7 separate regions of the Mus musculus genome follow, and regions 1, 2, 3, 5, 6 and 7 are each linked to region 4. A link is a contact called in public HiChIP or PLAC-seq and promoter capture Hi-C data. All regions are on one chromosome and are shown on one strand. Each heading gives the region's core, a stretch centred on a gene start, on an enhancer-like site or on the middle of the called end of the contact. The rest is flanking DNA. Distances are from core to core; before and after follow the strand shown.

Evidence for each region. Promoter capture Hi-C pulls out the DNA fragments that hold promoters and counts their contacts. HiChIP or PLAC-seq counts read pairs in DNA pulled down with a chosen protein or histone mark.
Region 1: a contact with region 4 is called in an H3K27ac HiChIP or PLAC-seq map of the NIH/3T3 cell line, with 8 times the contacts expected there. The contact joins the enhancer-like site here to the promoter of Fgf7 in region 4. A contact is called at or near these places in 19 of 39 promoter capture datasets (the 3T3-L1 cell line, 3T3-L1-derived adipocytes, the HPC-7 cell line and 12 more), 25 of 484 Hi-C or Micro-C datasets (the 3T3-L1 cell line, 3T3-L1-derived adipocytes, the C2C12 cell line and 14 more), 4 of 115 datasets of contacts at active chromatin or transcription factors (the NIH/3T3 cell line, fibro-adipogenic progenitors, heart atrium and 1 more) and 2 of 9 other capture datasets (adipose tissue and pancreatic islet).
Region 2: a promoter capture Hi-C map of embryonic stem cells shows a contact between it and region 4, with 4 times the contacts expected there. The contact joins the promoter of Atp8b4 here to the promoter of Fgf7 in region 4. A contact is called at or near these places in 11 of 39 promoter capture datasets (the 3T3-L1 cell line, the C10 cell line, cranial neural crest and 5 more).
Region 3: a contact with region 4 is called in a promoter capture Hi-C map of embryonic stem cells, with 4 times the contacts expected there. The contact joins the promoter of Cep152 here to the promoter of Fgf7 in region 4. A contact is called at or near these places in 8 of 39 promoter capture datasets (the 3T3-L1 cell line, the HPC-7 cell line, cranial neural crest and 4 more), 1 of 484 Hi-C or Micro-C datasets (adipose-derived mesenchymal stem cells) and 2 of 115 datasets of contacts at active chromatin or transcription factors (embryonic stem cells and extraembryonic endoderm stem cells).
Region 5: a contact with region 4 is called in a FOXA1 HiChIP or PLAC-seq map of pancreatic cancer cells. The contact joins the promoter of Eid1 here to the promoter of Fgf7 in region 4. A contact is called at or near these places in 16 of 39 promoter capture datasets (the 3T3-L1 cell line, 3T3-L1-derived adipocytes, the C10 cell line and 11 more), 2 of 15 datasets of contacts at CTCF or cohesin (large pre-B cells and pro-B cells), 38 of 484 Hi-C or Micro-C datasets (the 3T3-L1 cell line, the C2C12 cell line, CD8 T cells and 22 more) and 4 of 115 datasets of contacts at active chromatin or transcription factors (the NIH/3T3 cell line, embryonic limb bud, pancreatic cancer cells and 1 more).
Region 6: a promoter capture Hi-C map of the 3T3-L1 cell line shows a contact between it and region 4, with 7 times the contacts expected there. The contact joins the enhancer-like site here to the promoter of Fgf7 in region 4. A contact is called at or near these places in 13 of 39 promoter capture datasets (the 3T3-L1 cell line, 3T3-L1-derived adipocytes, the C10 cell line and 6 more), 4 of 484 Hi-C or Micro-C datasets (3T3-L1-derived adipocytes, adipose-derived mesenchymal stem cells and embryonic fibroblasts), 2 of 115 datasets of contacts at active chromatin or transcription factors (heart atrium and pancreatic cancer cells) and 4 of 9 other capture datasets (adipose tissue, liver, macrophages and 1 more).
Region 7: an H3K27ac HiChIP or PLAC-seq map of the NIH/3T3 cell line shows a contact between it and region 4, with 7 times the contacts expected there. The contact joins the enhancer-like site here to the promoter of Fgf7 in region 4. A contact is called at or near these places in 10 of 39 promoter capture datasets (the 3T3-L1 cell line, 3T3-L1-derived adipocytes, cranial neural crest and 5 more), 2 of 484 Hi-C or Micro-C datasets (cortical neurons and embryonic stem cells), 3 of 115 datasets of contacts at active chromatin or transcription factors (the NIH/3T3 cell line, cardiomyocytes and embryonic fibroblasts) and 1 of 9 other capture datasets (embryonic stem cells).

Annotation. Positions count from the first base shown.
Region 1 is chr2:126,427,492-126,431,325 of GRCm38.p6, forward strand. All of the region lies in intron 7 of Atp8b4 (ATPase, class I, type 8B, member 4), which reads right to left. Among named protein-coding and RNA genes, the nearest start is that of Atp8b4, 62 kb to the right of the region's middle. Within about 2 kb of position 1,975, at least 18 of the 459 cell types and tissues checked have an H3K27ac peak or open chromatin away from gene starts, as enhancers often do. A contact at or near this core is called in the NIH/3T3 cell line, beige adipocytes and cancer-associated fibroblasts, where this site is marked.
Region 2 is chr2:126,490,262-126,493,931 of GRCm38.p6, forward strand. Atp8b4 (ATPase, class I, type 8B, member 4) reads right to left here and starts at 1,292. Exons shown (of 28, transcript NM_001080944.3): 1 at 1,220-1,292.
Region 3 is chr2:125,623,740-125,627,319 of GRCm38.p6, forward strand. It overlaps Cep152 (centrosomal protein 152), which reads right to left and starts at 1,374. Exons shown (of 28, transcript NM_001081091.1): 1 at 1,137-1,374.
Region 4 is chr2:126,032,415-126,036,100 of GRCm38.p6, forward strand. Fgf7 (fibroblast growth factor 7) reads left to right here and starts at 2,244. Exons shown (of 4, transcript NM_008008.4): 1 at 2,244-2,436; 2 at 3,031-3,586. The coding sequence starts at 3,301. All of the region lies in intron 11 of Fam227b (family with sequence similarity 227, member B), which reads right to left.
Region 5 is chr2:125,671,594-125,675,371 of GRCm38.p6, forward strand. Eid1 (EP300 interacting inhibitor of differentiation 1) reads left to right here and starts at 1,507. Exons shown (of 1, transcript NM_025613.3): 1 at 1,507-3,778. The coding sequence starts at 1,599. The coding sequence ends at 2,078. All of the region lies in intron 4 of Shc4 (SHC (Src homology 2 domain containing) family, member 4), which reads right to left.
Region 6 is chr2:126,321,164-126,324,755 of GRCm38.p6, forward strand. Atp8b4 (ATPase, class I, type 8B, member 4) reads right to left here. Exons shown (of 28, transcript NM_001080944.3): 28 at 1-1,928. The coding sequence ends at 1,647. Among named protein-coding and RNA genes, the nearest start is that of Atp8b4, 170 kb to the right of the region's middle. Within about 2 kb of position 1,613, at least 36 of the 459 cell types and tissues checked have an H3K27ac peak or open chromatin away from gene starts, as enhancers often do. A contact at or near this core is called in adipose-derived mesenchymal stem cells and pancreatic cancer cells, where this site is marked.
Region 7 is chr2:126,456,820-126,460,206 of GRCm38.p6, forward strand. It overlaps Atp8b4 (ATPase, class I, type 8B, member 4), which reads right to left. Exons shown (of 28, transcript NM_001080944.3): 5 at 2,817-2,915; 6 at 1,424-1,485. Among named protein-coding and RNA genes, the nearest start is that of Atp8b4, 33 kb to the right of the region's middle. Within about 2 kb of position 2,057, at least 2 of the 459 cell types and tissues checked have an H3K27ac peak or open chromatin away from gene starts, as enhancers often do. A contact at or near this core is called in the NIH/3T3 cell line, where this site is marked.

The sequences.
Region 1 (3,834 bases), core at 725-3,224, 390 kb after region 4:
CATCACCCCTCCTTCATAGCCCTGGCAACACTGAGGAGGGAGGCACCACCTCCCACTCTGTGTGCCCATGCTTTGGGACCATCAGGGTATGAGCAGGTCTCCTGGCAACGTGCAAACTACTAGTGATCTGGGTTGCCAGTTTCGAAAGTCATATATGAATTCTATTTTTCTGGATTTAATAATTTCTTATGAAAAACAGAGATCATTTTCCAATAAATGAGCGAATTAACCCTCCTTGTGTGCTGGTGTCTGAGCCGCTTAAAGCAGGAAAGGAGTCAAGAGGGTGAGAACGCGCGGATAAAACAGAAGGAAAACCAAAGAAAAGAAGAAATGAAAGTAAACAAGAGCAACATGGACGCAAGGCGAAGAGATGAGGAAGCGATGGAAGAGTAAAACACGAGAGAAAGCGGGGCCCACACAGCAATGGGAAAGAGTAAAACACGAGAGAGACAAGAGAAAGTGGGGCCCACTCAAAGAGCGCAGAGGGTGCTCTGGAAAATGACGCTTTAGAAAAGACTTCAACCCAGTTTTGGTTGTGAGCCTAGGCTTTAATGACTGAGCCATCTCCTAGACAGGAAGCCACCAAAATGAACTCTTGCAAGTGGATGGTGACATTGAAGCATAACTCTCCACAGCTGACGGCTGGCGTGAGTGCGGCCGGGAAGGGCTCAGTCCTATTTGAGAGGCAGGTGTCACAGTTTGACCATGCTCCAGTGAGTTCACAGATAACGCAAATTGGGCTTAAGGGGGTTCTATTCATTTTTATTTTTACTTTTTTTATTTTACCTCCCTGAAGGGAGATCATAAGGGTGGAAGGACTGAGAAATGAGTTTGATCAGTGTGCGTGATGTGAAATTTCCAGGGAATCAATAGAAATGTTATATTGGGAAAACAAAACAAAACAAAAAAAGAGCAGTGGTGACCAGTGCTATAAAACCAAGTTTTGAAGGTAATATGTCCCAGTTAGACTCCAAAAAATACTAAAATAAGATCCAAAATTCTGCTACATTTTACTGAATAAAACATCTAAAGATGTCAAAAGGGGGAGGAAGAAAATACATCACAGTTCACTTTTAGAATTCTGGCTGGTTTTGTTTTTTTCTCAAATTAAAATTCTTATTTAAAAATAAATGTAATTCTGGAGGATTCATCTAAAAAGAACTGACCTAAGTTTCAGCAACTTATGAAACTTTAGCCTAACAAACCTCTACGTGTATCTGAAAGGTTGACAGTCCAAGTCTCTAAAATCTTTTATTTAGAAAGACATTATAATGGCTTTATCTTCAAGTCTTAGATTTTAAGTTCAAAATCAACCCACTCAGTTAATTGTCTGGGTTGTTTAAATTATCAAAAACGGGGGGCGGGGGGGACAATGAGAGTTGTTTAAATGAAGGCTCCATGATAGCTCCCAGAGGAACAAACGCCCCTGCATCCTGGTGACTCTCTCAGCTCTGAAGGAATCACCACAGAAGCCAGTCAAGGCAGAAACTGCTTTGTGAGCCCCTCGGTGTGTTCCATGCAAACCCCCTCAGAGAATATGTCCATCTGGGGCCCACTCTTACACTAACGCTCACCTAATCCTGACCCAAAAAAAAAAAAAGAATCTGTGCTGGGGGGTAGATTCGCCTTGATCTCCGGTCATATGTTCCAGTTTCACCATGTCCTGGCAGACGGCATGCTAGCGGTAAAGGTGAATGCCCTTTGGAGCTACGGCTATCATCTTAAGGATAGAAAGATAACTTTAAACACAAGCTAAAATTCCTTATTGTAATAATGCATAATTAGAACTCTTTATGGTGCATGGATAAAGATGCCTGTTGGTATCTGGTGTAGCTTTTCCTCAGAGCTCTGTGTAGATGGTAATGCAATGTCACTGTTCAATATTGAATCTGGCTGTGTTTAATGCTTCCTCTGCAGTAAACCAGGGGCAGAGCCACCTCAACCTCAGACAAGCGACTAAGGTTCCACTGCCACCTAGTGGCTAAGGTCTCTTAACCAGCACTCACCCAACTTAGACTGGAACACGGGAGTACCTTAACCCTCCTGTCTAACTTTCCCTACTCTGTCTCCCTGGAAACCTACCCTCCTACCTCTTCCTAAACCCTCTCATGTCACCTTTGATATCGCTGACCATTCCTCTCCTCACTCACACCCTCTTCTCTTCCCTACTGCTAACATCTTCCTTGGAGGCTTTTTTTAGTTATCATTAAAGAGTGTGTGTGGGAGAACAAGATTGATGGTGTCCATCCAGCAGAGTAAGTTGTGAAAGGCATCTAGCACACAGTTAGAGTTAGACTTTCTAAGGCACTCTGCAATAATCCTGAAAGGGAACGGGCAAAGAATTATAGCAATAGCCTTGCTAGTCCTTGGTCAAGCTTTTGTCAGAGGTGGTGGGCTAGTAGTGTGAGCAAACTACCGAGAGGCCATAGCAGAGACATACAACAGGGAGAGAAAGTGTGATTGTCCAGATGCCTAGCTGGACCAGGCCAACGCCACCTTCCATTATCCCCTAGTCTTTTCTTTTATCAGTTATTGGTGGAAGGATTCAGCTATGACTCCACATAGGAAGCAGCATGCAGCATGCTCCAACACAAACACCTTTCCCCCAGCCTTCCTGGGCAAGAGAAAAACCCGAGCAGATACCCAGTGGAAGCTTAAAGGCAGTATTCCCATCCGAAGAAACTTGAGAATAATCTACTGGATATCTTTGAGGCCTCAGAGCCAAATACATTGTCTCCAGGGTTCATTGGGTGTAAATGTTCGTTAAGTTAAAGAAGAAAAGAAAACACTGAGGAATAGTATCAATCCACAGCCATGAAATTTCTTAAGAACTTATAAAAAACACTCTCATAACTTAATCAATTCATTGCCTATGCAAATCTGTGAGGGAAAAGGGAAAGGGACTCCCCTATATCCAGCAGAGGCCATCAGAGGTCATGGTGAGTGTCAACAACCCACTTGAAGAGCCTGAGACTAGAGTGTTGGCATCATCCTTGAAAATGCTCCAGGATTAAGTTGTGGGACTAGAAAAATGCCACCGCCCTGATCAAGACTAGTACTCTGCTGTGGTGGCCCCTGGGTTCTAGGATGACATCTGTGAGAAACAGAAATGTTTCTCAGACATGCTTTGCTCGGTATGTCTGTTTTGTCTGCTGCTGTTCAGAACATCCAGGTGTGTGAGTGCTGGGATACCAGAGCCATAACAGAGGGAAAGATGCATTTGTGGGGCGATTGTGAGCATCGCTTTGGGAGCTCCCAGGACTTTCTAGACTGCAGAGCTCTTCGTCTTGGCTGTCATGCACATTATCCTTACTCTCAGAACAACATACCAATTCTAAAAACTAGTGTATCATGGGTCAAAGCTCACAATGAAGTCATAAGTGAAAGGGGGTGTGATTACAGATAACATACTAACTCAAACTTTAAAATTTCAGACCAAGCAAGGGTATGTTGAAAAATCATTCACTAAGCACTGGTTATATCATTTTGTTTTGCTTGGCTTTTGTGATCAAATTTTTCAATTAAAAAAATGATTGAAAATAAAACAAGAGTCTAAGAACAGTGCCTAGGAATTCTGGCATTGCAACCATGAGGACCTGAGTTCAGATCTCTAGCAGCCATGAATCCAGGTCGGACCAAGTACCCTGTAGTCCCAATGCTGCAGACCACTGAGACGTGCACACCAGCAGCCTCGCTGAACGACGGCAGGCTCGGGTCCAGTGAAAGACCGTGTCTCAAGGGAAGAAAGAGAAGAATAGAAGAGGACACTTGGTGTCTCCTCCGTGTCTCCAGCGCATCCACCAGCATAGCCAAGCACACCTGCATTCATATGTG
Region 2 (3,670 bases), core at 42-2,541, 460 kb after region 4:
ATTGTCAGTTTTTCTTAGCAGACTATGTTACATCATAGTGAAATTTTTGAACTTCTCAGTGAAGGCTTTATGGCAACCCCTGATAAGCACATATGTGTGCACTGGATTTGGCAAACAATTTTAATCAACTTTTCTAACTTATCACAAACACTAGGAATTGGGAATTGCTAACCAGGCTGCAACTCACCACAACCCAAAATTTTCTACTCACCTATCTATATATATGTTCTTCTCTTAGTTGCTACCCAACACACTAAAATAATACCATTATTATCTTTTTTTTCCTGTGTGTGGCCTAATTTTTTATGAGATAAACCCTATCAAAGATCTAAAGTGAGCCAATGCACAAACAGATTACACACAACATTCACAACCTGTGGAAATGAGCACATGAAGCATTGCAAACAAGTGGCAGAGCAAGCAGGCGTATGGAATCGGCGGCATTCTGTTGGTTAGAAACAGAAATGATGTATCTGCTTCCTGCCCAGAGAAGTTACATGCAGAACATATGGAGTGTACTGAAAGAAGTACCGTGTGGTCAGCCGCACGGACACCAAATAAGGGGAAGAATAGTACGTTTGGCTTAGCAGTTACAAAAAAAAAAGATGTTTAAAGGGAAGTGCATCAATCCCCAAGGTTCTAATACCGATCTCTTGGTGTCCAAAATGCCAGAAACCATCCATTTGTCTCCCTGTTACCTCCCGGGGGGGGGGGGTGCCTGACAAAAAAAGAGGTGCTGAGAGTAGGAATCTAGGCGTTCCTAGTGCCCAGATTAATAAAACTGATGAGTCTAAGCACAAAGATTGGTCATTGTTGCCATGTGCTACTAGAATCAGGAGTAATTATAACACATTAGAAACCCCCCTGTTCCCTCCTGTACACCTTCCATGCTATCAGTTCCAAGACTGCCCAGACCATCTCTCCAAAGCCTCCTCTCTGCCCGCATCCCTGCCTAGGCGGTGGGTATCATCTAGGACCTTACAGCTGACCACACACCATTCTTCCTCTGTGCTTATGCTCATAGGCCTGTCTTGGTCCAGACCTGGGAAGCTATAGACCAGTGTCCACATCAAAACTACAGACATCCTCGTTAAAGTGGAATGGCATCAGGTCATAACCCTGCTAAGAAACCCAGAAGTCCTCACATCAGCCTCAGGAAAGAAAGATTTAACACATCAGCTAAGACCTCTACCATCTTGTTTCTGCTCATGGGTCTTACCTGGTTTCTCCCTCCTTCCCTCACTTTCCACAATCCTCTGTTCACTCCTCGTGTCTGCACTTCAGAAATGCTCAGCTTAACTCTTTTCCATCTGGGGACCTTCATGAGTCATCTTCCCTATAAGTATAGCCATGTAACCACGGCCCCACCCTCTTCAACTCACATATTAACTCATATGGCACTTCCTCCACAAGCCACTTCCTATGTGTCCCACAAACCCTGGTACTGTTCCTCTCGGAGTCGATGGCACTCTAGACTGTATTTGTGGACTACATTGGCCTTCTCATTACTTCCCAAGCTTCAGTGGCATGGGAACCTCCTCATCTGGCCCATGGTTTTGTTCCTGATATCTGACACATGCCTGGCTCACAGTGCTATTCTGTGTGTTTATTGAACATGAATGAACGAAGCTTTCTATTTCCCTAAGAAATGGAGCATGGACCTACACATGCTGAAGGGCCCTCCCCTTTTAGCAATTATTCTTTCTAGGGCTCAAGCACCAGAGTGGCTTTGATCTATCATCTGTTTGAGGCTCCTGAGGGTTGGGAGTATTTCATTTCTCTTGCCCGCCCCTGTCCCTTCATATATGGCTATCTCCTAAACACCCTGAAAGCAGATTAGGACCAAGCAGGATAAGTGCACATTTGATGTCATAGCAAGTTGAAGAGCATGGGAAAGAAGGGAAGAGTAGCCAGAACTTAGAGGAGAACCTCGGGCCCTCCAGCTAAAAGGAGATTGTCAGGAGGAGTGTTCTTGTCAGTTAAATTTGTTCTTTGACAATTATAAGCACATAAGTAGTGCATTTGGTCACCACAGCCTTCCCTATCTCCTGCTCACTCCTACCATGCTCCCCTCCTGAATCCCACAGTCATGCCTCTTTTTGTTTGGAGACTCTCTGATTTTAGCCAGGAGCACTTGTGTAGCCATGGGTTTGGAACTATCTGTTTCAGCCTGGTGGTCTCACTGATGGGTACACAGCTAAAGTCAACGACTATCTCTACCCCAGAAGCAATCAAAGAATGCTTTTAGAATACAAAGAAATTTCTTTATGTTAGTCTTTCCTCTGAAAAAATACATAGGCAAATCAGTCCTCACCCACAGGACTTTTTTTCTGGTTTATTTGTTTGTTTGTTTGTCTGTCTGTCTGTTTTGATACAGGATCTGAAGGTCTGTCACTTGCCATATATCCTAGACTAGCCTCAAACTCACAGCAATCCCCCTGCCTCAGCTTCCTGGTTGCTAGGATTACAGATATTTCCACCACATACAGCCTTTTCATAATTACTTCTTTGTTTCATGAGGCAGGTACCAAAAGGAGCCAGAGCAGACGTTGGATGGCGTCAGGAGGGAGAACACAGAACGTGAGGATGACATCTGGTGCCCCATCTGGCCAGAAGAAAACGACTAATCAAGGTGTCTAAGCCAACTTGTTAAGACAAGAGAATTGTCCCTGGGGACTAATCTGACAGGTTCTGTTTTACTGGTTCATTAGATGCTGAGAGAGTGGTGCTAACTGATAACCATTGTTAAGGATGGAGCTAAAAGCATCTGTGGACTGCAGAGCACGTGGACCACATGCATGTGGACAGCTTTCCTCTTCTCTTATTTTACATCTTCCTGAAAGTTCTTCTCACTTGCAAGATTGCCCATAGATGAGGCTTAAAGGAACGCACTTTCTTCATTCCCTGACAGCCTTCTACTTTCACTCTCAGCTTCTCACTGTCTCCTTCCAAAGTGTCTCCGAGTCGTTTATCTTGAAGATAGTGAATATATCCATTTCAACTCTAAGCATTTTTACTTTTATAAAAATACTCTCTGCTCCATAACTCAGAATGTGACATCACCCTTGCTGTGGGAATTAAACTACCGAATGATTTCTAGAAACTTTTTCCTCAGTCGTTCCTGACTTGAGGGCTTTAATCTCTAAAACAGAATTATAACAAAGCCAGAAAGAATCCACGTTTAAGCCCATCTCCACCAATCCAATCCTTCCCTTGGAACACTGCCCAAGCAGGCGTAGTCTATGGAAGACTGCAGCCAGTGCAGCAGACGTCAGTCAAACTTGAAGAAAATGAAACTCCCTTTAATACTATATAATAATTCCTATAAATACTCTTCCTATTCCTCACCAAAATGTGCTCATCCTTTGATGCTCTTCCTCGCCTGGGTTAGGGTGTTTAGGAGATAGGAGATAGCGGTATATAGGAGGACCGGGCCATCAAAAGAGATGAAATACCCTCATGCTTTTTTAAATGTGTGTGTGTGTGTGTGTGTGTGTGTTCAGACACATGAGTGTGAGAGTGTACCACGGTGCACATGTGGATGTCAGAAGGCAACCTCTAATGTTAGAGCTGGCCTTCCATCTTGAATGACACAGGATCTCTTATCCACTACTGCATAAACCAGACTACCTAGCATACACACTTTCAGAGAGTCTACTGCCGTCACTTC
Region 3 (3,580 bases), core at 124-2,623, 410 kb before region 4:
GGCAGTGTGCTCCCTAAAATACAGCTCCCTGGTTAATAGTCTCACTCTAGCCGGGAAACTTTTCCTAACCCCACTACAAGAATACAAGAAGCACAGCTGTCTTCTCTTACACCTCTGACCCAGCTTGTCAATACTTGTCTGACAATACTTGTCAGCACTGTCCCTGGTAGTTTTTGGTCACCCCCTTCCACCCCCTCACATAGAGGGAAAAATATTTACTTGTTTTGTGAGCAAACTTTAGTGTATATTTTCCTTTCCAAAAATATTTATCATCATCATCATCATTATGAGTGAATATATCCATTGGGTCACAGGCCTTAGGATTCCCCTGGAGCCGGAGTCACACGTAGTTGTGACCTATACAATTTGGGTGCAAGAAATGAACTCACAGCCTCTTGCAAGAGCATTGACAATCTCTTAACTGCTGAAACTATTATCTACTCCCACCGGAGTAGATAGGGTCTTTAGGCAGATCTCTTTTTATTTGTTTACATTCCAAATTGTTTGTTTGTTTGTTTGTTTGCATCCCAAAGGATGTAATATGGCTGTAAGCAATTAAGAACTGAAGATCCTCAGCTCTGGCAGCTGTGCAATCGTAACTGCTTCCGTTTCTTTAGTAATGAAACGGTGAAAACATCATAGGTGTGGGAAACCTTACAACTCCCGGATAAGGACTCCGCCCTCCTCTAGATGCCTGCTCCATCCAAAGTGCATTCTGGCCACTTCCAGAGCGCATGGCTTATATCCTTTGCTTGTGGCTTCAAACTTCAGCCTTTATTTACATGCAAACAATCAAGAATTGTGAAGCTACGAAGTGAAATTCAGCTTAAATCACACTGAAAAATGCATGACTACAAGATGGACTAAATGTAATTGCCCTGGGAGTTAGAAAACTGCACGCACTAGCTTACACACTAACTTCTCTTACAGGGTGGAAACAGCCAGAACGCAACAGTCTATTTTAGACACTTTCCAAATCCTGTTCCTACTACAAAGAGTACGGAGGGAGGGGGCAATGACAATCTCTTGAGCTCGGTAGTACCGATAGCAGCATGGAAAACCAAGGTGAGCAGAAGACAGTAACCCCAAAATACAGGAAGCCCCCTCGACTGGGTGTACTCACGCAGCGCCCTTACCAAAGAACTGGGCCCGGGGTCCAAGAACCACGGGCGCGCACAGGTCTGCCGATGGGACGCCCAGGCTGAAGATCGAGAAGGGAGCCAGCAAGCACAGCCCCGGTGTAGGAGACTCGAACGCGGGTCCCGATCCCGCAGCCGCCAGCCTGGCCGGGAGACCGCAGTCACCTCCCGCAACCCGCAACCCGCTGCCCTGACTTCCAGCCGCGAGCACCTTCCCGGTTACACCCTAGCCCGCGAACCCCGCCACTCGACGAGCAGCCGCCTCCTCCAATCGCCGCCGCTGCTCGATGGGCCTGACGGCTGGGCGGAGCTATGGGGCGGAAAACCCGCCTCCCACAAGGTCGGTTGAGAAGTCGCCCGCAGTTGCAAGAGCGCGGCTGTTCGAAGAGGGCGCCAGTGGCGGCGGGAAGCTTCCCGGAGCCTCCATTGGGGAAATAGTGAGCCAATCACAAAAGCCTCCTAGAGGACTACGGTTGCTTAGATACGGCGGACTGTTTGCCCTCCCAGAGGTTAGCTAGGACATTCCTTTTTTTCCCCTTACACGTCTAAGTTTCATCCAATGGCCCTTTTTGCTCTCTGAAGTGCCACTGCCAGCCCTGGTCGTTGTTAAATTTGGCATCATCTTCAGACTTGGCTGGTTAAGATTTGTGTTTCTTTACTGATAAAACTGGAGGAGCTCCCAGGTGCCTCCTCCCTAAAACTCGAATTTCCGCGAATGTTCTTAGATGTTAGCCTGTCGTTAAATCCCATTATATCATCGAACTTGGAGATCGCAAACACAATGGATAAATATCACTTTGGCTGTTCAATTTTAATGTGTGTCTCTTGATTGGCTTGTTGAGGGTGGCTGGACCTGGCATGTTCGAGACCTGAGTTCTGGAACAGTTGCTGTCTCTGGCTTCTTTGGTAAGAAGGGCTCTAGTGCATGCCAAGAACTTGGTGACTTGGATGCCCACATCTTTTTAAATCTTTCCCCTGTGTACCGTGTGGAGTAAGATACTTGTCCAAGGCTCTTCCAAATCTGGCTGTTTGCTAAGTCTGCCACCTGCATCCTATCCTTGTACGGCTGACATTGACCCTCAGCTAGGGGTCTGATACAGAATAAGAGCTTGAGTGAGAGAAACAGAACCAAGTCACAAGGCTGCACTACCAATAGTTCTGGGATGGCTCCTGTTTCCCCTCCTCCCACCCCATCTCCTGGGCTGCTTTTCGAGTCAATTGCCCCACCTCTCACCCACTCAGCCCTCGAAACACATGACGTCACTCAGTGGAACTGGATCTCCCTACCACTGTACACAGGGTGCATACCGACCCCAAGAGAAGATGGATTTCTCTTCTACTACGATCTGTTACCGTGTGTCTGCTTCACTGGTAGAACAATATGAACGTCTTGGGGGTATTCACTTGAGCATTTGTCTTCATGTTTCATGGCCCATGCTAGGCACTCAAAACAACTGTGTTAACTCATTAGTGAATAAATGAAGGAATGGGCAAATGAAGATGTTGGTCAAGAAAAGACTAATGAAAGGCCTTCGGGGAAATGGCACTTGTCGAAGGTGATCCAAGTATCGGCTAATGAGAAAGATATGTCCAGTGCCCCATGCTGAGGTCTACGATGCAATAGTGCATGAGAATGGCAGGGGACATAGGGGGATAACTTGCTCTGTGTTGAGATAGTGTACTTTTCCTTCCAGGATGTCTGTCCCTAGTGTACTTAGTCTGGATCCGCCACGAAGTTCCGCAGGGCCCACCTGCCTTTGTGAGTCCTGAGCCCAGCAGGTGTTAACTTTTCCTCTTGCTTCCCAGCTGTTGCTTTTGGATGCTGGCCCAAGTCAGTTTTCTCTGGGACTTTGAGCTTTTTCACTCTTTCTCTAAAGCTCCCCCTCCCCCATCCTGCTGCTGGTCCACCGTGTGGTTGACCTGTGAACCAGCCAAACTCAAAGAGCATGGCTCTTTCTCCTCTTCTGGGCAGCCCCATGATTTACAGCTTGCCTACCCTGAACCTTTGCTTTGAACTCTAAGTCTCATTGTCCTCAAGCTTGGTTTGAGTCCATTCTTAGATTGTTTTACTAAGAACACCAAGAACCCCAGCAGGAGACCCTGCTTTCTCTGGTCTCACTCCACTGTGCCCTAGGAAGCTGACCTTCAAGACAAGCTCCCCTCCACCACCACCCCCCAACTCTGCCTTTATGTTATCTCAATCAGTGAAGAATCCCAGTAGATCAGAGATGGGAATAGAAAAAAATTAGGTTATTAATGACTTAGCTAATCTCTTTTGCATCACCGAGATCAGCCGTTACCTCTGTATTGTCCACAGCTCCTCCATGTAGTCAGACAGTCCTTCTCCATGATCAGTAACTGTTCCCACCCTCTCCCTTGTCCTGGGCCCTAGACCACTGCACTCTGCCTGTGGTTTCTCTATACGTTGCCTGTACCTTAAA
Region 4 (3,686 bases), core at 994-3,493:
CTTTTGTGTTTAAGCATGGTAAAAATGTAAACTGAAATATAAAATTCCATAAGTCAAAGTTTCTATCATTTGTCTCTCCACAGAATGAAGGCTGTGATGAAGACTGGTTAGGAAAAGCTAGGAAGTTCATATAGCAACTGACTGCATCAAAGAAGTTCTATGAGTTTTTCAATGATTTTCAATGCAAATTTATTTTAAATATCTTTATTTTTGTATTTGAAATACAAATTCCCAAACACGAGGGGCAAGGGCGACACACTTCTTCTTTTTGAGATACGCTTCTATTTGAAGCTTTTCAGGTGACAACATTAATCTTTAAAAGTCAATAGATGTAGATCCTTTTCTTATGGATTTACAATGCACAAGGTGGAGATATTTTCAACTAAGGATGAAGCTACCGTTATCTGGAAAGAGCACAGAGCAGGGAACTCTGCTGCTCTCTTCTGTATGTGCTTTACAGTAAGGACAGAGGATGTCTGCCACTGGGTAACTCACAAGGACAAAGAGAGCAGCTGTCCTACAGATAGCTGAACCGCTAGCCTAATGAGAACCATTGCTAACAAGTAAGGGTCTCAAGGACAGGAATGAAATTCCCCACCCCGTCTTGGTCCCATCACTGGAAAGTAATCAATAACTTCGAAAGGAATTTAAACTGATACAATTTCCTGCCTGACTGTAACCTGCTCAGTGACATTCCTCAGAGAGTCATTTTATACCTTGGCTCCAACATTGCGAACACTCCCTCCCCTGCACATTGTAAAGAGACTGGGCATTCTGTAGTGTGCACTGAGAACTGACTGCATAACCTCCATTTCTCTATGGAACGTCAACTCGTAAGAATTCTGAATCTGCTCATTACTAATGTCCCCGCCCCCGGATGGTGGGATATCACTAAGAACATCATCATACCTTCTGTCCTTTCCTATTCCTCCCTGGGAGAAAAATCATGGGATGTTCTGAACTCTCTGGCTTTAAATAGATACAGTTATAGAACAGCACACCCTCCTCTGCTTTGAAAGCCTAGTGCTTTAATATTTCATGAATCGAAGACAACTGTGTATGTTTGAAATATGGGGTGCTGTTGACTCTGCCCTCTGTAAGCACAATGGGAAAGGGAAGAACAATCACATCCAAATGATTCAATTTTGGGTCTCTGTCTCTATTTGGTCTACCTGCACCACCTGGTGGTAGTGTATGTTAAGTGCGAAGTTGTGTGTGTGTCTCTCTCTCTCTCTCTCTGTGTGTGTGTGTGTGTTTTGCAGGTACAAGGAAAAGAGAATTTTAATGTATGTATTCTTAAATATTCATTTAGGGTGGTGATACGATGGCTCCATACTAAGTGTAAGATACAGACAGTCACAGTCTTGCTCAGTACAGGATAGGCACAAGCTCAGGCTGGAAAGCAAAAGGACTCTCTTGTATCCATTAGCTATTGGCCTTATTATTCCTGGAATTATCAGTTATTTTTTATGCTATTGCTCTCAGGAAGGCACAAGTCAAATACTAAGGTGAAACCATTTTTCTAAAAGAATGATAGTTTTGCAAATTATGTGTCCTTTGCTTCTGTGTGTCATCCTTTGAAATAAATCACAAGACAGGATGTTAAAACGGCAGCACACCCTAGCCTGATTAGACGTGGCCATTGATTTGATACCTGAAGCAGCAGCTGAGCCATGGGGAAGTAAGGGATGGAGCCAAGGCCACACTGTTTGTTAGAATCCCAGTCCGGTAAGAAACTAGGTCTTCTCAGCCTAAAGACTCACACCCAATTGTGCAAGATCTGTGAAAAGATGTGTCCTTGCCTAGGGATACCTGCTTTCAGGCCCTGAGCCTTGGGTTGCTCTAGTGCTCTGAATTTGAAGGACTAAAAACATACCCTCACTTACCAACCTCCTCCGTGCCAATGTATTGTAAAGATCATCTAACATTTAAGAAGCCCTTATATATGTTGTAGGGACATATGTTTTTCACAGACTGTACAGCTTCTGTGTTTAAAAGGTCTAACATTTTCCTTTCTCTTTGTAACGGCTTGGGAATCAGAGGTCTGTTTCCACAGCGTGAATGCCCACTTGTGGATTTAAGCCGAAGCCGTGTCCACAGCTCCCCCTTACGACCACTCAACAGTGTACAAGCCTCCTAATTCTGCTGTTTTAGACAACGAACAGCTCACTGGTTAAGTTTTAATTGCTTCCAATGAGGTCAGCAAAGGTATTTATTGAAAATCTCTGAATAAAAGGCTCCACGCACTCACACAAGCGCACGCGCTCACACACGGAGAAAATCCTTTTGCCTGTTGATTTATGGAAACAATTATGATTCTGCTGGGGGATTTCTCAGCTGAGAAATAGTTTGTAGCTACAGTAGAGAGGCTCAAGTTGCACGAGGCAGACAGCAGACACGGAACTCTTGTGTACCCAGCTGTTCCAAACAGAACAAGTAAGTTACTGTTATTTGTCTTTAAAACAATGCTCTTTTCTGAAAGATTTTCTCTTTCTGTGGTTATTGTCCTGGGGTGGGGTCAGGGGGGAAAGACTTTTGAGCTGTGAAAATATCTACAGAAATTGTGCTGTAGTACGGACGGATGGAAGGAGACTCTTGAGGTTCTCCAGGGCAATCCTGACACTTAACTTGAAAAATCTGGGTAGTTTAAGGGAAAATAATTATAAAGCACAAATGTAAAAGCATAGACTAATGAATTCCAGGGAATTCAACTTCAACTTTGTCGATAGAGGCTGTAAAACTTGATTTAACTCAATAGCTGTGAGTACACAGTGTTTCCTGACAAGATAGCAACTGGAATGAATGGTGTGGTTTTCTTGTGGTGTCTCCTCACTAACGCATAGCGCTTCTGAATCTATGTGCAGAGTGGCAGAGATGCTCACGTCCTCTGTGGGAGCTGTTTTAAACGTGCTTTCAACATTTAACTACACTGACATGTTAGACTATCTAACTACTGAAATTTATACATACAATTTTTTTTATCTCCCTCTCCTCTCCCCCTCCCCATTCCTAATCTCTCTCTTCGAGCAGAAGTCAAGGAGCAACCGCACTGCAGCAACTGGCCTTGTCACGACCTGTTTCTATAAGGATATACCTATCAGCTGTGTTCCTGAAGGAGGAATCGTGTTATTGGTATCAGAAGCTAAAAGATAAGGTTAACAGTTTGGAAAGAGCGACGACTTTTTCTCTCATCAATCTCCAGTTCACAAATAGGAGGAGGCCCATGACCTAGGAGTAGCAATCAACGCAAGATTCAATTCTCATTATGTTATTCATGAACACCCGGGGCACTACACTATAATGCGCAAATGGATACTGACACGGATCCTGCCAACTCTGCTCTACAGATCATGCTTCCACCTCGTCTGTCTAGTGGGCACTATATCTCTAGCTTGCAATGACATGAGTCCGGAGCAAACGGCTACGAGTGTGAACTGTTCCAGCCCCGAGCGACACACCAGAAGTTATGACTACATGGAAGGAGGGGATATAAGGGTGAGAAGACTGTTCTGTCGCACCCAGTGGTACCTGAGGATTGACAAACGAGGCAAAGTGAAAGGGACCCAGGAGATGAAGAACAGCTACAGTAAGTGATGCCTTTATCACAGCCCTGCTTAGCTCTTTAAGGTTTGTCTAAGGTTCACTTTCCAGTGCTGTGTTCTCCTTTCCTATGGGGGCAAAAAAAA
Region 5 (3,778 bases), core at 257-2,756, 360 kb before region 4:
ATCAATACATCGTTTCATTTATCAAAACTGGCAAACTTTTTATTGAACTATTTGCATAAAGTCTGAATTGTGGTTATTCACGAGGCACAAAAAGAGAGAAGAGTGGTTTTCTGGGATCCACGAATGATGCCTTTTCTTCTGGGTAGTAAGTAAACAAATATATGTAGCTTGTGATAATTAAGCCACACACATTACCTGTGCACTTTTCTCTATTAACATTTCAATAAGAACAAAAATCAACATGCAAAGATTATATTCCAATAACAGCTCATGAGAAACTTCATTTAATGGATAAAGAGGAAGATTTCATACAAATATGTTCAAGTATGTAAAACTAGTAAGGATCATGTAACACTTTGGAGAAAAGTTCGCTGAAGAATATAAAAAATGACCATTGGCAAAAATTATATAAGATAAAGAGGAATGCTATGGAGCATTGTCTCTTGGACATGACAGGGCCATTGCATCCACGAATAATAAACTAAAGCTATGGAAAGATTATAAAGATACAATCAAGGCTGGAGAAATGGCTCAGCAGTAAACAGCATCGGCTGCTCACACTAAGGACCAGGGTTCGACTCCCAGTAATCACAGGGCAGTGTACAACTGACTTCGTTTCTAGGAGTTCCAACGCCCTCTTTTGGCCTCTGTAGGCACAATGCACACACGTGGCACACAAACATTACAGACAGGCAAACAAACGCATACACACGAAAGAGAGATCAAATTGATAAAACTTAAGTTTACTTATATTAATTCCATAAAACAATACGTGGTAAGGGTGTGGATATTCTCAAACACTATTGGCTACAGTTTAAGTTTGTAGAGCAACCGTGGCGCGTGATTATCTGTATATATTTAAAATATGTATAGCCTATTTTCCACCTTTCTTTATCCTAGTACTCACACATGTATGTGGTTTAGTTTCCCCATGGTATATACGTGTGGACATACACACAATTTATCTTTGGTTAGGTCAACTTCAATAAATTCAGAAGAAAAAAACCGAAAAGTTAAATTTTCTCAGTGCGCAGGACGGGACTAGTGGGATTTGAAATGGTGAGAGGTAATGGACATGCTGATCACAGGAACGCTGGGGAGGCAGGGAGGTGGAGGAGAGATGGCATCTGTGACAGAAGGCCAGGGCTTTCCATCTAGGCAAAGCAAGCACTTGGCAAGGAACTTAGAGCTGGTCTCCAGGTGGGTCACCAGCGGAAGCATCGCGGGTCCTGAGTGGGTGTGAGGGTGAGGTGGGAGTCCGGGAAACATAGGGGGTGAGGGGTGGGAAGGGAAGAGCTCGCGCCCGCGCCCGCGCCCGCGCACCACGCCCCCCCCCCCCCCCGTGGACCAAGCGGCCTACTCGCCAGCACACGCACGCCATGCTGGCACGCGCACCACGCCCGCCTACCCGTTTGCGCACGTGAAACGTGCTCCGCACGCGCATCACGCATGCCCACTCGCCTGCGCACGCGCCCCCCCCCCCCAGCTCGCGCTCCACGCACGCCCTCTTGCCTGCGCACGCGCACCACGCCCGTTCGCGCGCCCGTCTCTGCAAAAGGTTCCTTTTTTTTTTCCACCTTGGTCGAGTCGCTTCCACCATGGCGGAGATGGCAGAGCTTTGCGAGCTGTACGAAGAAAGCAACGAGTTGCAGATGGACGTGCTGCCCGGCGAGGGCTATATGGAGGTAGGCCGCGGGGCCCGCGGGCCGGCCCCGGAGGAGGGCCCCATGGAGGAGGAGGCCGGGCCGGCCGCCGCCCGCGCCCAGCGCGGTCTGTTCCCCGAGGCTGGCGCGGACCTGGAAGGCGACGAGTTTGATGACTGGGAGGACGACTACGAGTTCCCTGAAGAGGAGCGCTGGAGCGGCGCGATGCACAGGGTGTCCGCCGCCCTGGAGGAAGCCAACAAGGTGTTCCTGCGAACCGCGCGAGCCGGAGATGCCCTGGATGGCGGCTTTCAGGCGCGGTGTGAGAAGAGCCCTTTCGACCAGCTAGCTTTTATCGAAGAGCTGTTTTCGCTGATGGTTGTCAATCGACTGACCGAAGAGCTCGGTTGTGATGAGATCATTGATCGAGAGTAAATGCTGACGAGAGAGGAGGAAACTACCTGAGAGGGAGAGATTCAACATTCTGCTATTTTGGGGTTCATTCCAAATAGTTCTGTGCAAAAAATAAAAACAGTTGGTTTTTGTTTCTCGGAATAGAAGACGGGACAGTGAATGACCATGCATTGTGGAAAAGGAGAATCGAGGAAGGAGGAGTGTTAAACCTGAGAATCGCGAGGAGAAAAAGACCAAATCGTTCCTCTTTGGTCTCACAGGGGCTCAGCAAAAACCTCTGGTTCAGACTGTTGATCGAGATGATTTTCCTTACATTGGAGAAGAGCTTTCTCTGTTAAGCTTTTAAAGATGGTTTGGAAGAGTAAATTGTGACTACCAATACAAGAATCTAATTAAAGAATGGGGGGAAATACATTCCAAGATGTCTTTAATTCGAACTGAAAGGCTATTGAAAAAAAAAAAAACTTTCCAAATTCTTTTTGGTGATTTATACACATCAGTTATCAAAAGCTAAACTTGAGGTTTAAGATTGAGTATTCATCTACCCCACAGAGTAGTCCAAGTAAATGTGGGTATAAATGTAGACGTGTTATCATGTGTGCTGTCATCTTAAAATGTGTTACAAACGCTTCTGGAATTTTGACTGCACATGTATCTTCATGATTTATAAAGCTACTGTGACCTCTAATTTGGAAAAACCCATTGTAATGATTTTCAAAGTAAAGAAAGAAACAGGATGTCTTTTTAAGGTTTTAAGTTCATGCATTAAATAAAATGTATGGGAAAGCCCAAAGACAAACTTTCTAATACCCTTTTATACTAGGGAAATTTCACTTGCTGTTTTGTACCTTGACAGATGGTAAGACTATAACTGAAGTTCATATTGTAAGAACTGTTTGCTAAAATTGTCAAGTAAAAAGAAATCCTGCCTGTATCTATAAAAAGATGTATGAGCTATTATGTTGTCAAACTTTGAAGGTTTTAAACCTACCCAGAAGTCCACCTGGGTGTCTGATATTCATATTCTCTCTCTCCCTCTCTGCCTCTTTCTTCCCCTCCCCCTCCCTTCTTCTAATTATGCTTGTTAATCTTTATGCACCAGCATTGGCGATAATAAATTTTCTTGTTCTGTGTATTTTGCTTTGTCTAATAGCTTTGCATACATGCTTTATACAGGATTCTCTTGCTGTGTGTGCCACGCCTCCATCTTGATATTTAAACATCCAATGCTTACAATGTAAACCAGTATCAAATATCCAAAAAATGGGTTCTGGGATGTTAAAGCAAATTTCAGAGTTTTCTGGAAGACCCGCTCTGTGAATGTGATGCTATGGCTTAATTGATGCTGAAGTTCCTTGAGAAGAAAATGATGTATTAGCACGATGTCCCTGCTGATGCCACCATGGCAACCAATACAGAACAGAGCTGAGACAGTAGGATAACTCCTGGGTTTCTGTGGGGTTGGTTGGTTGGTTTTACAGTCATCTTGTTTGAGAGGCTGCCGAGGTGGTTCAGTGGGTAAAGGTACCTTCTGCCATATAGCCAAGCCTGATGGCCTGAGTTTGATCTCTGGGGTCCATGTGGTGGAGGGAGGGAGAGAGACCTCCCCCAAGATTGGGCAGGCCTGTTAGTAATTTTAGACCCTCACCTGGGATTTTAGTTGCTCCTGTACCTCCAAAGCACCTGTACATAATTTTGCCCCGGTTACATGTGGTTTCAGA
Region 6 (3,592 bases), core at 363-2,862, 290 kb after region 4:
GATTATCTCACTGAGTATCATTTAGAAAACATTAGGCTTAGAAATCAAGACCCATTGGGCAGGGGACACTGACCTATTAACACCATCCCAGCCCATCATCCATCAAGACCACATAAGATTAACAAGCTCTTTGTGCAAAGTAGTTTTGGTTGATCAGCAATTGCCTGGGAACCCAGAGAAGGAAGGCTAGAGAGCTAATTGCTGATTTTTGGAAAACATGACTTTTTGTTTGTTTGTTTGGTTGGTTGGTTGGTTGGTTGGTTGGTTTTGTTTGGTTTTGTTTATTTCCTTGTAGATAAATCTATTCCCCAGTCTACAGTTTTATTTGCTTTCTATCATACTTAGCAACCTCATTTCTTTGACAGTCCCACTGGCGACTGGCATCCCAGGTCCTGAAGTCTCTCCCCTCTGCTTCTCTGATGATGAGTTAGCTAAAGCCTGATGAGTACATTCGTATGTGAGTTGTGTTTCTGATGGTTTGAGAATGTGTGCTTGATAGTCATCAACCACGGGAGGTAGGTAGTGCGTCCTGACTTTGTAGAGGAGTCTCAGGAAAGGCACCTTACCTCCCCATCACGGAGGTAAGTGGGTGTCAGCAGCAATTTGAATACAGAACCTAGTGAGTTGTCTACAGATCCCCAAATTGGGCTGCAATGTCTATTTTAAAAATCAGCTTCATCTATATATCTATACATTTAGATGTTTGAGCCATAAACAGGACAGCTAGACACTAAAAGGAACTGAGTCTCAATGGCCTAAGCCTGAGTGAATGGTAACAGTAGAGACTGCCTGTAGAGACTTTCAAGTTTCAAGTTTTTAAATGGGATCTGTCAGCAGCATTTGCCCATGGCCTGCATGGAACACTGTCAATAAAGGGCAGTGTTCTACCACGCTGATGGTTCTGTCTGCATCCATGTAACATGCAACGGATTACTACTGACATTGTCACACAAGTCCTTGACACATTAGGGACATTAGAGGAGCCACTGTATTTTGTCCCCACATGGAACAGTCTGAACACTCTCTCTATAAACCTAACCATGTTAGCAGCCCCCTCGGCAGAAACATTCAGTTGCTTTTGTCCCTGTTTGTAAACAGATAACCCCACGGACTTTTTAATGCATTCTCTGAGCATGTAAGGCTTTGTTATCCTGGCAAGGGGAGCTCAAGTCTAGAGAAAGACTCACTCTCGATCTGAGAGCACCACACCACATACTTTAAATTCTGCAATTGCATCTGGGAAAGGCACTCTTCACGTACGTGGTGTATCTGTTGACATGCGTTTTTGGTTGAAACACATCATTGGAACATACCTTTTACATACCTAAGACCCATCCAACATAGATGCTAATTTACGGCCTTTTTTTTTTTTCCATAAATAAGATTCAAAATTCGGATGGATTGGTGTTTAAGTTAATAAAATCTGTACTTGTCCCATGAGGCCTTGGTCTACAGAATCACAGATTGGACAGTGCCCATCTGGCCTGGAATCCTGCAGAAAACATCGCTATCTGACAGGCGTTGGCAGCTGGAGGCCATGGATTTAAGTTAAGCAATGTGATCTGCCCTGCTCCTGGCCCCTGAGCTGCCTAAGCTCAGCCCCAGATGAGGTGAAAAGACGGCTTTGTGGTCAAGTCTATCTTGACTCACAATTTCACTGTCTTATCATGACTAAAGCCGCTCACCGCGTCTGTGGTTTTCTTACATAAATTTTCAATCCAGCTCGTGTTATTATAAAGCTTCTTTTCCAGCCCCGATGCTGGGGCTGGACTTTTCGCTCGCATATTTTTTCCAGATGTGATGAGCTCTCCGTAGCCCTCCTGGTGAGCAAACGCGTATCCAGATCTTCTAGAGCTCGACCTGCGGGTCTGAGGCCTTCTGCTTCGCAGGGGTCTTTTCTTTCGCTGAGCTTTCTGCCACCGGCGGATCTGGAGAGAAAGAGCGCCACAGTGCAACCGTGAACCCAAGCATTAGACTCCAGACACCCAGCCACCGAGTAAAACGGAAGCCATTTTTGTTACTTAATTGAACGGCTACAACAAGAGAATCTTTGTCTTTACTCCAAAAGGAAACGTTAAGCCTAAAGCCGTAACATTCTCCACCTCAAAGAGGACACTAGACACTAATCAATTTTTTCCCGTTCTCGTGTAAACAAGAAACATTCCGATAAAATTCATTACTGACTCAATTTCATGGGCCATATGGTGAGTTGGGGGGTCAGGGGGTTGTTTTGTTTTAGTAACAGTGTTGGGAACAGAGCCCGGGATCTTGAGCATACTTTTGTATAGAATGTTATGTCTATAGTCCCAATACCCCGTCTTTCACCTCTCTTTCCCTTTTAGAGGCTCTCTAGATCTTGCAGTCACTAGTAACTGAATTAGGAGAAATTTTCAGAAATTAGACTCAGAATGTTCTCCCTCTTAAGGAAGGTCAACTTATCATGAGACTTCTGAGCTTTTCATTTATTCTGGTTTGGGGTGTGTGTGTATGTGTGTGTGTGTGCGTGTCTATGTCTGTCTGTCTGTTTTTCTGTCTGTCTGTGTCTGTGTTTATGTCTGTATGTGTATCTCTGTGTATGTCTGTGTGTCTGTGTGTGTGTGTCTGTGTATGTCTGTGTGTCTGTGTGTTTATGTCTGTATGTGTATCACTGTGTATGTCTGTGTGTCTGTGTGTTTATGTCTGTATGTGTATCACTGTGTATGTCTGTGTGTCTGTGTGTATCTGTGAGTCTGTGTGTTTATGTCTGTATGTGTATCTCTGTGTATGTCTGTCTGTCTGTGTCTGTGAGTCTGTGTGTTTATGTCTGTATGTGTATCTCTGTGTATGTCTCTGTGTGTGTGTCTGTGTGTGTGTGTGTGTTTATGTCTGTATGTGTATCTCTGCATATGTCTCTGTGTGTATGTAATTTACAAATATGAAGGTGTTGCTTTTTAAACAACATCTCCAGCACAGCCCCAAAATCAGAGGCTCAGGAAAACATTGTGGGGGGGGGGGTGCAGAAGGACCCAGAGGAACAGATTCCTGCTTCTAGGTAATGTCCCGAAACCTGACAGGGTATATGTACCCATCAACGTTCAACAACAGCTCTCAAATAAATAAATAAATAAATAAATAAATAAATAAATAAATAAGACCTAAACATCACTTGGGTAGGTCCCAATGTGCCTTCCCTCTCCCTAGGAAAGTGAGTGGAAACCAGAGGCTTTGCCTAAGTAAGTGATCCATTCTAATTTTCAGGTCTGAGGATGCTCACTAAGCAAAATATGACATTTATCCTTAGCACAAGAAAAATGGGCATCCTCAGATTGCCCATCAGTTTATGGGATGGATTCAGCTCAGAACCAACTCAAAAGGACCGACACGGGGATTCTGTGACTCACATGCCCCAGAATGTGAGAAACATGATGGTAAGAAAAGCTCAGAGCCCTGGGCCTCACTGGTCTGGCCTCCCTCACCCTACAAACAAATGTTATCATTCTTTGTGGGATGATAAAATGTGTCTCCCTCTCCTTCTCTTCTCTCTGCCATGAGTCTCAGCCTAGCCCAGCACTGCTGTGTTTGTCCTGTCTCCTAGGAGCCATTGAGATCTATT
Region 7 (3,387 bases), core at 807-3,306, 420 kb after region 4:
GTTCTCTGCAATGAAAAGTGCTCTTAACCACTGAGCTATTTCTCCAACCCTAGACACATTCTTTTTAATAATTGTTTTATTATTCTTAATTATGTGTGTGTGCATATGAATGCAGGTGTCCTTGGAGGTCAGAGGCATCTGATTCCCTGAGAGCTAAAGTTACAGGCAGTTGTGAGTTGCCAGTTGTGAGTTCTGGGAACTCATTTTCAAGAACAAATGCTCTTAACCGCTGAGGCACCTCTCAGCGGGACATTCTATTTACCCAGGCTAAGACAAATCTGTATATTCTCCCTCATATGTGGATCCTAGCCTATAACTCTTAAATGTGTGTGTCAAGATGGGAGTAAATTGGACTAGAGCCCACAAAATGAGAAAGGAGCCCATGAGGCTGGAAAAATAGAGAACCTTTAAAAGAGGATACTGGGGAAGGCGGTAGAACATTTGGACCAGGAGGATGCTGGAGGTGAGAGGGTGCAGTGGAAAGGGGGCAAGGAAGATGGAGAATCACACAAATGATACATGTCTAAAAACACGGAACCTATTACTTCATAAGCTAGGAAATTCATTAAAAATTTAAAAGATATGGAAAGTGGTCCATACAAAAAAGTAAGTAAGATAAAAAGAAACATTGGAAAGGAGCTTGGAGTTTTCCTTCCCAATTCTCTAGTGTTTTCCCTGTTCTTTGGGTAAACATACTCGTGTCTGAAGTCACTGCTGATGTTAGTTCTGCTTCCATGGATGGTATTTATCAATGCATGAAATTAAATACGAGGGAAATCCATGTGACTATGGATAATGTATTCTAAATCAACTATAGGAGGCATATAAAAACCTATCATTGCTACTTTCTTGGTACTATAATATCAAATACATGTCTGTGTTCCACAAAAGAAACTCCCAAAGAATTTGCTAGGTGTGAAAAAGACTCATGAAACGATGATCAAGATATACTTCAATTTCCAATAAGTTAAAGGACAGAAATATTCATATAATTAAAATAGAAAGCCACCAATCATTTAAAAATCCAAAGAGGGCTAGAGACATGGCTCAGAGGTTAAGAGCACTGACTGCTCTTCCAGAGGTCCTGAGTTCAATTCCCAGAAACCACATGGTGGCTCATGACCATCTATAATGGGATCTGGTGCCCTCTTCTGGCCTGCAGGCATATATGCAGGCAGAACACTATATATAAAATAAATCTTTAAAAAGAAAAAAGAAAAGAAGGAGGGAAGCAGGGAGGAAGGGAAGAAGGAGGGAGGGAGGGAGGGAGGAACGGAGGAACAGAGGAACGGTGGGAGGAAGGAAGGAAGGAAGGAAGGAAGGAAGGAAGGAAGGAAGGAAGGAAGGAAGGAAGGCAGGCAGGCAGGCAGGCAGGCAGGCAGGCAGGCAGGCAGGCAGGCAGGCCAGAGAACGGATTTCTTACTTGCTATTGATGAGCACCTTAGACTGCCGGTTATTCACTTGATTATCACTCTTGTGACGGAACTGAAAAAAAAATTTAAGAGAGACCTATCTTAAGTCACACTTCATCAATCCTAACAGCAGCACTGGGCATATTTCGAGTTAGTCTATTTAGACAATGTTACTGTCCAAATATGAGCACAGCTTGCACTTACCTGGAGCAGAGTCCCATACACGTAATCAATGCTCACCTCCCTACATCTCATCCTGGCACACACATCACCACCGGAATCTTCTCTCTGTGTGTGCACTCATATGCACACATATGCTGCACGCTAGACCCACAACTCTAATCCTTACACATTTCTACTTGCTTCTAAGAACACAGCACGCCATTTGCCTTGTAGTCCAGAGAAAACCCACACAGTTTTGAGAACTTCCACCAGGAACTGCAAGTTCTATCCCTCACAGGGGCACTCTGCACTTGCTATAGCGGATCAGTCTGCACTGTGGTTTTAAAAACCGAGAAATTACTTTTAACAACATATATTTTATTCTTCAGAAATCCTAATTGTTAACAGTGATATTATGAAACACCACTCACTTAAAACAGAAATAAGAATGAAATGCTGAGTCACACTTGGCCAAGGGTTTATGTTTTATGACCAAGTGGTCAGACTATATAATGCTTCATATTGCTTCATATGCTCCAGCAAAGCAACCATCTTCTATCTCTAGGAAAAATGCAAATATGAAGAGCTTCCCTTTAGGCTCTGAAACTAGAAGCCATTCAGATAAGAGCTTCTATATGAGCTGTCAAGGTCCAATAACAAGAGCCCAAATTAGAGACACATGTATCAAAGAGACAATAAGCTTACTCAGGGACAAAGGTATCTCAGCATGTTAGTGCACACCCTCAGATGAACTGGTGTGATGTCGGAGGCATGAAGCTTTAGTTCATAGACATAATCAGAAGAATAAGTGATTTCCCTTTTGTATTTCAAAATATATGTGTATACATAGATACATGCATGCATACATACACATACAAAAACACACATACACATACATCATAGTTGTGTCAGGCTCTCTTTTTTTCACCCTGGATGTCACAGTGTCAGTGTGTACCTTGAAACTCATTAAGCACTTCATTAGGGGACGAACACATACCACATTAAGCAAGTGCATTATACACTTGTGTATGGCCAGTTTTAGATGGCTCACATCAAATTATAGATTTATTAAAAATTATGCATACAACAACTGTGAAGGAGCATCACATAAATTAATTACAAGCCTTCCTCTCTGTCTCACCCTTGACTATTCTTTAGCCCCACTGGCTAGGTCTCTGTTTCTGAAAAGGTAGAAATACAATTAAAGGGAAACACCAAGCCTTCTCAGGCATGAATACTCACATAGTCGTCGGTGGCATCCTTGACAGCCGTCATCGAGATCACCAGGACCAGTGGCACAATGGTGGTGAACCATGTCAGGGAAGAGATTTCTGGAATGAGCTGAAGCAACATTTTCCATCGTTTAAGATTTTTTAAATTAGAAGTACATCATCTTCCAAACTTTGTCAATTAATTGTATAAGACTTATAGAAATAAATGAGATTATGATCGGCTATTCGTACAAAAGTAAACTAGCTAAGATGATTCAATTACATGCATTCAATTGCAAAACACATTGAGAAATACCTTTATGCCAACTTTCAAACTGATTAAAATTAAAAATAAAAACTTAAAAACGGGCTCCTTGAGCTCTTTCTCCAACACACATCTTTCAGCTGGCTGTGGCATTGTCACTGGTGCCTCAGCTTCTCATCTCAGTCTTTAGGAAGTTACCAATCTCTCTTCATAACACTTGCCAGAGAGCCATTGATCATCTACCTTAGAAAGGGGCTAGCGGGTATCTGCATCTTAAATCACTGGATGCTCTGAAATTTTGAGTTAGTTTCTATGCTAGAATGATTTGAACAAACTC